3 separate regions of the Mus musculus genome follow, and regions 1 and 3 are each linked to region 2. Evidence: chromatin contacts called from public promoter capture Hi-C data. All regions are on one chromosome and are shown on one strand. Each heading gives the region's core, a stretch centred on a gene start, on an enhancer-like site or on the middle of the called end of the contact. The rest is flanking DNA. Distances are from core to core; before and after follow the strand shown.

The links. Promoter capture Hi-C pulls out the DNA fragments that hold promoters and counts their contacts.
Region 1: a promoter capture Hi-C map of cranial neural crest shows a contact between it and region 2. The contact joins the promoter of Kif13a here to the promoter of Zfp169 in region 2. A contact is called at or near these places in 5 of 39 promoter capture datasets (3T3-L1-derived adipocytes, cranial neural crest, embryonic stem cells and 2 more).
Region 3: a contact with region 2 is called in a promoter capture Hi-C map of pre-B cells, with 4 times the contacts expected there. The contact joins the promoter of Nol8 here to the promoter of Zfp169 in region 2. A contact is called at or near these places in 4 of 39 promoter capture datasets (the HPC-7 cell line, liver and pre-B cells), 5 of 484 Hi-C or Micro-C datasets (CD4 T cells, CD8 T cells, cortical neurons and 1 more), 1 of 115 datasets of contacts at active chromatin or transcription factors (regulatory T cells) and 2 of 9 other capture datasets (adipose tissue and liver).

The regions. Positions count from the first base shown.
Region 1 is chr13:46,928,362-46,931,061 of GRCm38.p6, forward strand. Kif13a (kinesin family member 13A) reads right to left here and starts at 1,357. Exons shown (of 38, transcript NM_010617.2): 1 at 1,206-1,357; 2 at 855-945. The coding sequence starts at 1,260.
Region 2 is chr13:48,512,143-48,514,842 of GRCm38.p6, forward strand. It overlaps Zfp169 (zinc finger protein 169), which reads right to left and starts at 1,294. Exons shown (of 5, transcript NM_026450.3): 1 at 1,153-1,294. A830005F24Rik (RIKEN cDNA A830005F24 gene) reads left to right here and starts at 1,428. Exons shown (of 2, transcript NR_165458.1): 1 at 1,428-1,487; 2 at 1,992-2,697.
Region 3 is chr13:49,651,745-49,654,444 of GRCm38.p6, forward strand. Nol8 (nucleolar protein 8) reads left to right here and starts at 1,334. Exons shown (of 17, transcript NM_001271397.1): 1 at 1,334-1,938; 2 at 2,603-2,700. The coding sequence starts at 1,902. Cenpp (centromere protein P) reads right to left here and starts at 987. Exons shown (of 8, transcript NM_025495.3): 1 at 839-987. The coding sequence starts at 945.

The DNA.
Region 1 (2,700 bases), core at 107-2,606, 1.6 Mb before region 2:
TCAAACTCGTACTCATTTCCAAGCCGAATCGGAATCCCGGTTTTCTTTTCTATTTTTATAAGGTCCTACAATGCCATAACGAATGAATCCCAACCAATTTCTTCTCAGGGGCTTACCATAAAAATGCCAAATATTCACACTATTTTAGGGCGTTTTCCCATACCATTGCATGGAACACAGTAGAATTAATAAGGATCCCACAGTCAGGACTTTTCAAATGCAAATGCCTTGCCATCTAGAAAATGCAGCCCCTTTTAACATTCCCCCATCCCAGTGTCTAAACAGCTCCGTATCAGCACTCTGTCTGTTTCCTCGAAAATCAAAATTCCCGAATTACTTTCAGACACCATCTCAACTCACCACCTCCAACAACCTACATACAGATTTTAAATGACCCTAGCCTTGTACTTGGGTGTTTGATTTCTTAGGCTCCCAGCCCCCATTTCATATACAACATCCTAAGCAGTTCTGCGAAAAGGGGCAAACAACGTAAGAATCGCTGGAGCTGAACTCCATCAATAAGGCCTTGGATTGGTCATTTGCACGCTTCAGATAACGTCTTTCCTAGGTGTTAAGATGTGGCCTGGGCTACACATCTCCATCCGGTCCCTTCACGTTCTAGGAGCCTGGAAGCCAGAGTGCTGACTCTGGCCAGGGTTCCCTGCCTGGGAGACATCGCTCTGGATGAGAGGGGACAAGAAGTGATGGGCACAAGGAGGGGAGGGGACCCTGCACTTGCAACCGCTTTCCGCATGAGCGTGGGACAAACTTGAAGCCACCCTTGCTAACAATGGGAGAGCGCACTCGGTTTTTCCGGGCTCAAACTTGGCAGGAGCCGCCGGGATGGGATTTACCTTTCTCCCTGCTTAGTGTTGGAAGGAGGAGGGTGCAGGACCGTCTGGTTCCCTTCCATCTCCACCACGCACTTGGTGTTCAGTTCCAGCTCTGAAAGCACAGGGGCAGGGTGATGTTGCAAAGTGGAGCATCCGCGGCCGCAGCCGGCGCGCGTGGCTCAGTCCGGGCAGGCAGGGAGACGGCGCCCCGGGCACATAGTGGCCGCGGCCAGAGCCTGGGCGCCGCCTCCACCCGGGGCCACGCCGGGCCACACCGGTGTCCCCGATCCCCGGCCGCCCTGCAGTTTGCAAAGTTGCCCCCCGCCCTCGGCCGGAGCAGAAATGCAAAAGGAGCTGGGGAGAGCGGCTCACCTCTTCGGTTCATGGGCCGGACCCGGACGGCAACTTTTACCTTCGTATCCGACATGTTGGCGGCGCGCTGCTCCGCCCGACGCGGCCCCTTCAAGCGCCGCGCCGCCGCCGCCGCCGCAGCAGCAGCCGCGCGCCCCCCGAGCGCGGCCGCCGCCGCTCCGCCGAGAGCTCCGAGACGCAGCGCCGAGGCGCGCGGGCCATCCCGGGGGAGCGCGACGCGGGGCACGGCCGGGCCCGGGGAGGGGCGGGCGCGGGGCGGGGCGCGGCAGCGGGAGGAGGCCGCGGGCCCAAGCGCCGCTCTAGCCGCTCGGGCCGGGCCGAGCGCGCAGCACCGCGGCCCCTCGCGGCCGCCGGGAGCCGGGCAGCGTCGCCATCTTCCGCTCCGGGGGCCGCGCCCGGGCTGTAAGGCCGCTGCAGACCGGGAAGGGGCGCTTTACAAAGGCGAGCGTCTCCGGCCTCAGGGCAGCCGGGACACGGGAAGGGACGCTCTGCAAAGGCGTTCGGGCTCCGGGCTGCTGGGCCTGGAGAAGGAGCCCCTGGCTTCCCCTGTTCCTGAGCCTGCGGGGGACGTCACAGACACCTCCTGGAGCTCGAGTCACCTTCAGGGGCCGCTGTCACCCTCACAGCCGGGGCCCTGGGGCGGTCTGGGGGGCATTGGAGAGGGTGCCGGGTGCGCAGGCCTAATCCACGCTATCCTTCCGCCTCCACTGACATCCACAGCGCACCGCCCCTCGGCGCCCCACACCGAGCTTTGCCGCGGTGTTGGAAGCTCTTTGTGGGGAGCCAAGGCTAGACATGAATTTGCAATGGACCACCAAAACCGTGTGTTTGTAAATACGGCGCTCATTTTCTTTCCCTTGCGCCCTTGTAATGGGAGGGATCTAGATGGCCGGGAGGGTTCATTAACTCTTACGTAAGAAAGGCACAGCAGCGCGATCCGCGCTTTTGCCAAAGCCAGACCTCCCAGCCTGGGCGGAACCGAAGGAAGCGGATTTGCTCTGTTTGGTTCAACAAGTGCTTGAGGGCGGCGCTTCCGTGGTGCCAAGGCGTTTTTGAAAAGTGCTCCAAGTCTTAACAGTTTGGATCCGGTGGGGAATCTCACTATGGCATGAAGGTCCAAATTCACTCATTCACGAACTGCTTTATGGGGAGTTTTATGGGGTGCTTACTGCGTGCCGTACTGTAGAGACCACACACAAGCAGGAACAACTTCGCTGGCTCTGGTCTCCAGAAGCCACACTGAGGGAGGAGAGATACTTATTATGGTAAACCACGTGTAGCAGGTGGTCTAAATAGGAGGGATTCCGTCTGTCACCAACTGGTGCCCCGTGATGCGACTGACTTGCACATGCGGTCTACCGCTGTACCACTGAGTCACACCTCCGGCTCCCAGGAAGCCTGACTTGAAGCAGTGCTTCCGCTGCTGTTCCTTAGTCTCTCTCACCTTGATTCTGGCGACCAACGAACTCAGGTCACCTCGGAGGGTCATACAGCA
Region 2 (2,700 bases), core at 44-2,543:
CTGTGATAACTCCAGCCTGTGTCAAGTTGACACACAAAACCAGCCAGTACAGACAATAGGGCAACTGTACATACAAGCTCACTGCAGTTACAACACCATGCACAAGACCCGTGCAAGCCCAAACCAGAACAAATCTCAGCACAGAGACAAGAGTTCGGCACCAAATACCTAGTACCAAGCTACGGCAATTACTAGCTGCTGGGAGAGGAGGAGAAGGGTTTCTCTAAGAGTATATAGCCCGAGGTAAGCCAATAACAATCCAATGAAATATTCAAGAATATTGAATTCAGCATAAGTTAGTCTTAAAGGGTTTTGAAACAAAAAAGAAAGATAGGTCACAAAGATAGGTGGACTGGGGACAGAATTTTCAGTGGTGAATATAATCAAAATGAGTTGTATATATAGATCAGAGAACTAAAGAGAAAAGGAGAAACCAGGCTACACCGCCAGAAATTCAGGGAGCCAACAAGCCCTGGGTCATGGGGGAAATGTCTCTTCCCATTACATCACTCCAGGCTCTTGGAAGATCCCAGAGCTCAAGGGAGCCACACAAGGTCATTAGCCCACAATGTGTAAAAAGGCCACCCCCACTCCCCCCTACACACATATACACACAGGCACGCACGCGCACACACATACACACCACACACACAAGCCTTGTCACACACCAAGACTCCAAACTTCAAGACTAGCTCTAGTCTCTTGGTCTTTGCCGTTGCATTCAGCCAGGCAATTCTGTATGTTTTCCCCGCAAGGCAAGCGACCAAGCTGTATTTCCAAATTCATGATGAGTGCAGCTCCCCAAGACTTCTGTCCTCACCAATTCAGACATTTGTTCCTGTGGAGGATGGCTCTGATCCCTCACAAACCTCAACAGAGAGCGGGGGTGGAAAGGTGACATCTAGATGCCCCAGGTCCAATCTCCCTGACCTGGCACTAACACAGGGGACACACCTACAGCGTCATAGCCTGGGAAGCAGGCCAGACTGACCTGTAGCTTGTTTAGGACAAGATAGTGGACCCCTAACCCCGTTCTCACATGGCCCCCTCCCCATCCCAGGGTCTTCACCGAGACCCTCCTCCGGGATGGGCAGAGAAGCTGATTCCACTCCCAAAGACTCCACGCATCGAGGATGGAGCAGCGGCAGACACCTGAACCTTGTGGGTGGCCCACGCCAGCTCTCCGGACTCTTCCCCGCCTGGAGGGATCTGCAAGAGCCGAGGACGTCTGCACTTTCGCTCACCAGAACCGCAGTAGAATCGTCCACAGGCACAGGTGACGACTGCAGGATGCGGAAGTACACCGACCGGGGTGACGCGCGCGCACTTCACTACCCACGCAGCGCTAGAGATGGGGGAACTACAATACCCAGAATGCCGCGTACTGCAGGACACCCCATGCTGACTTGGCTGCAACCCGAAGCTTCAGACTATAGGAGGGGCTCCCTAGCACTGCCGGACTCTTTCATTGACTGCAAGACAACAGGGTAAGATCTTAGAGAAACAGAAAAAAAGCAGAAAAGCCAAACCGAAGTAATCTTTGCGTACTTCTAAGGAAGCTCATTAATCAATTCTTTTAAAAAAGATGTGCTATCTAGATGCCTTCCTCCTGCCAATTCAATCTTGGTTGGTTTTTTGTTTGTTTGTTTGTTTTGTTTTTTTTCTTTTTTACGTGCCTGTGAGTCGTGTGTTTTAAACTGCAGCATGTGTGGATACTGTGGGTGTTGTTTCTTGAAAATAATACTTTTTTTAAAAAATGATTACAAAAAGACAAGGGCAAACTAAGTTTGAAGATATTCATAGTGTAATGTTTTAAACTATTTTGCTCATACAAAAAAACACTTCTTGGTTGTAACAGAAAGACAAAAATCTTTGCGAAAAGACTAGGAATTTGAGCGGAACTCAATTTAATTGAATTTGAATTTTCAATTGTATTTCTAGTATTTGACGTGAGCAGTATTTTCAAATTATTTCCCATTTGCTTCTTAAAGTGAGGTGGCAAACAGCAGAAGTCAACAGGGACCAGATTCAGTCTTCCACATAAAACAAGCTTTAAAAGGACAACATGGACTAAGAAACCGATGGGGAAGCACTGCACACAGAAACAATGGAGGAATATCAGTGATGTGGACAATAAACGAAGTGAGCAGCGAACTCCCCTGGTGAGAAACCGTTCTGGCACAGAACAGAGAAGGGAGACCCGAGCAAGACCTGGAGGTCAACCTGAGACGAAGCCGGGGCCCTGGGGAAACCAAGGCAGCTTCAGTTCAAAGGACAGTACGAAGGACCAGAGAAATCCACAGAGGTTCAGTGGCTCCTTCCTCGGGCGTTCACCGAACACTGACAGCACGCGACACACAGCTGTGCCATCCCAGGGAAAAGTCCCGGGAAAAATGTCAGTGGGAATAAAGGGGGTGAGGAACAACACCTCTTCCTATGAGGCCATAAAGCCTTCAGAGTTGTACATAATACCTGGAAATGGTTTCATCTTGATAGGAAGACAAGATGGGGCCCCCGAGCCTTTCTTGTTTCACCTAGGAAAATGCAAAACTAAGCCTAGAAAAGATCAAATTGTTTACAAGTAACTTCATTTTATTTTTTTTTAAGTTTGAGCATACTTAGGATACACGCCACACTTGATAAGGCAAAAAACATGGAATGTCAAGTTTTCAATTAAAAGATGTCATGCCAGTAAAATGG
Region 3 (2,700 bases), core at 84-2,583, 1.1 Mb after region 2:
ATGCTTGGGCTTTGGATTTCTCTAGGACCTTAGGCAAGCTATTTAACTATTTAACACTCAGATCAACTACCTTTAAATAAGGCTTAACAATAGTAACTAATCAGAAGACTATCACAGTTTCCTATAGAAGGCATTAGCCATATATACCAATTTGACCATGCTAGGCTGCCCTGCCCTGGGGCTATATACCCCCAACCCTTATGTTTCTAACATAATGCAGAAAAAAAAAAAAAAAAAAAAAAAAAAAAAAAAAAGGTCAGGGCCCCTTAACTACATCGTTAGATGAGTCACAAAAACAAATCCATGAAACCAGAGTAAGGAGGGAATCCCAACTAGACAAGAGCAAGTATGGTGGCTCAGGTAATAACTCCAACACTGTGTGTGGGAGTTGGGGGCTGCGGAATAGAAGACTCTTGAGTTTGAAATCAAATTGAGCCAGTTCCTGACCTACAGAGTAACAATGTCTCCAAACCCAGAAAAACAAAACAAAACAAAACCAGCTATCTAGATGCTGTTCTCCCGAAGGCAAAGACTGCTTAAAGAAAAGCCAGATTTTCCCTTTGATTCTCATCAACTGGGCGAAAACAACCCTTAAGGAAACTATTTTCTGCTGATTATAATCAAGTCATAAGCCCCAAACGCAGCGTTCACACACTCATGAGGTCATCGTTCTCCCAGAACACTGATTCAAGTTCACATTTCAGGACGTCTCCCACCACGTTCTTGAGCATGGGTCTTGGGGGGGTGAGGGAGTCGGAGTCCAGAACTGTCATAAGGTTGAGAGGTCCGCGGGGTGCTACAGGGCATGGGCTGGGAGGGATGGACCCGAGCCACGTACCAGGCTCCGGACGCCTTCTCCCCAGCGTTTTGCAGCATTCTGCACTCTCGCTGCAGCGCTGCGACCTCCGCCTCCAGGGCGCGCAGTTCGCGGGTCTCGGAATCCATGGCTACCGACGTGGAACCCTGAAGGTGAAGTAGCCCGGAGAATGGCAGTCTGGGCGCCTCGGGCAGCCAGGAGACTTCAAGGAGCGCGCGCGCTCCTGGAACGGACCACTCTCGAGCTCACGGGGGGAGAGGCTGCCGGGAGTCGCGCGTCCACGCCCACGGCCTCGGACGACGTTCCCGAGCCTGACGGCCCGCGAAATGTCGCGTCGAGCGTCTAGACACCCCCGCCGCCTCTGCGAGTTGGTTCGTTCCAAATTGCACGTCACCCTCCAACGGCCGCCCATCCCGTCTAACGGCCACTGGGCCAGCCGAGCTCTTACGTCACCGAAGGGGGCGGATTCTCGGAAGCACGAGGAAAGGAGTCTCTTTATTTTGGTTCCGCTTCTTCACTTCCGCCTACTTGAACCGGAAATCAGGAACCACGCGGCGGAGTGTCTTTTCTGTAGGAATTACCGATTTTTATTTTTCTTTCTCACACTCTGTCAGTTTTACAACGTGGAGGAGAACTAACAGAACGTCAGTAAAAGCGAAGGCGGAGGAAATAAAGAGCCCTCTGGAACTGCGGGATAACGGAACCTTAGGAGATTGGGTTGGAAACTTTGTAGGAAGGAAAGGAAAATGCACTTGCCGGCACGTGTTATTAGACGTTAAGTGCTACGCCGGGCTTGAGCTGAGTCGGACAAGCGCCCTGAGGAAGAGTGTTTGCTCGTGAGAAGTGATGGGCTATTGGGCTTAGCCTCTCCTCTCCTTCCTTAGGGGCTTCTCGAAGAGAGAGGGCAGGGCTGGAAGGATGGGGCGGTGGCTACCAAGAAGGGGTACACTGTAGGTTTTTTTCCCAGAGTGCTGGCCTTTGCTTTGGGCTTCTGCCGCTATTTAGTGATCTCGCTTGGAAGGAGACAGCCAACTTTTGAGAAAGGTTTGAGTAAGAGCTGAACATCCGCCGAGAGCTAAACGAGATGGAGCGACCTCTGGAAAACGTTTCCAGCAATCTTGGTAGGACAGTGTTAACAATTCCGGGTTCCAAAATTAGACTTCATTATGATCCTTGCTGTCACCACTACTGTTTTCTAAGTGGCACTGGGAAAAGCCGTAACCGCTCCTACTCCCCTGACCGATGAGATCCACTCAGACTGCTTTGAACAATACAGGCACACAGTGGGGAAACATATTTTAGGTATAACTTAAGTTGCCGTCTTTGTGATTTAACAGCGCTTAGGGGACACTTGTATTTTGCCATACTATTGTAATTGCAGACTTTGTTATGACTGGAGCTCCAGGATGAAGCTATTTTTATCCGTTAGCTTACTATTTTTGCCAGTATATGTTAAGGTAAAAATGTAGAAATGAATGGGGGAGGGCAGTACTTCGAATAAAAAATCAATAAGGATAAGATATAATAGCTGTGGTTGTTTTAGAGAAAACATCTGGGAGAAGATGTGTGGATGTGCTGTACTTAGGTGCAGTTGCAAAGTGTGTTCATTGAGAATGTGGATGGAGGGCCTTTGTAAAATCTCCACTGATAAAATCTGAAAGCAATACATATGAAGAGACATAGCTTCATAAGATGAAGTTGGCACAGAAGTTTCAGGGGAAAGAGTTGTGTTAAATTTCTGGAAAACTATTAAATTGTTTTTCTGTCCAAAATTAACTTTTCCAGATAGATGCCCAACATCCATGCAAGGCAACAGAGAAATGAAGCGCCTCTTTGTGGGTGGACTTGGACAGGGCATTTCTGAGACAGACCTACAAAATCAG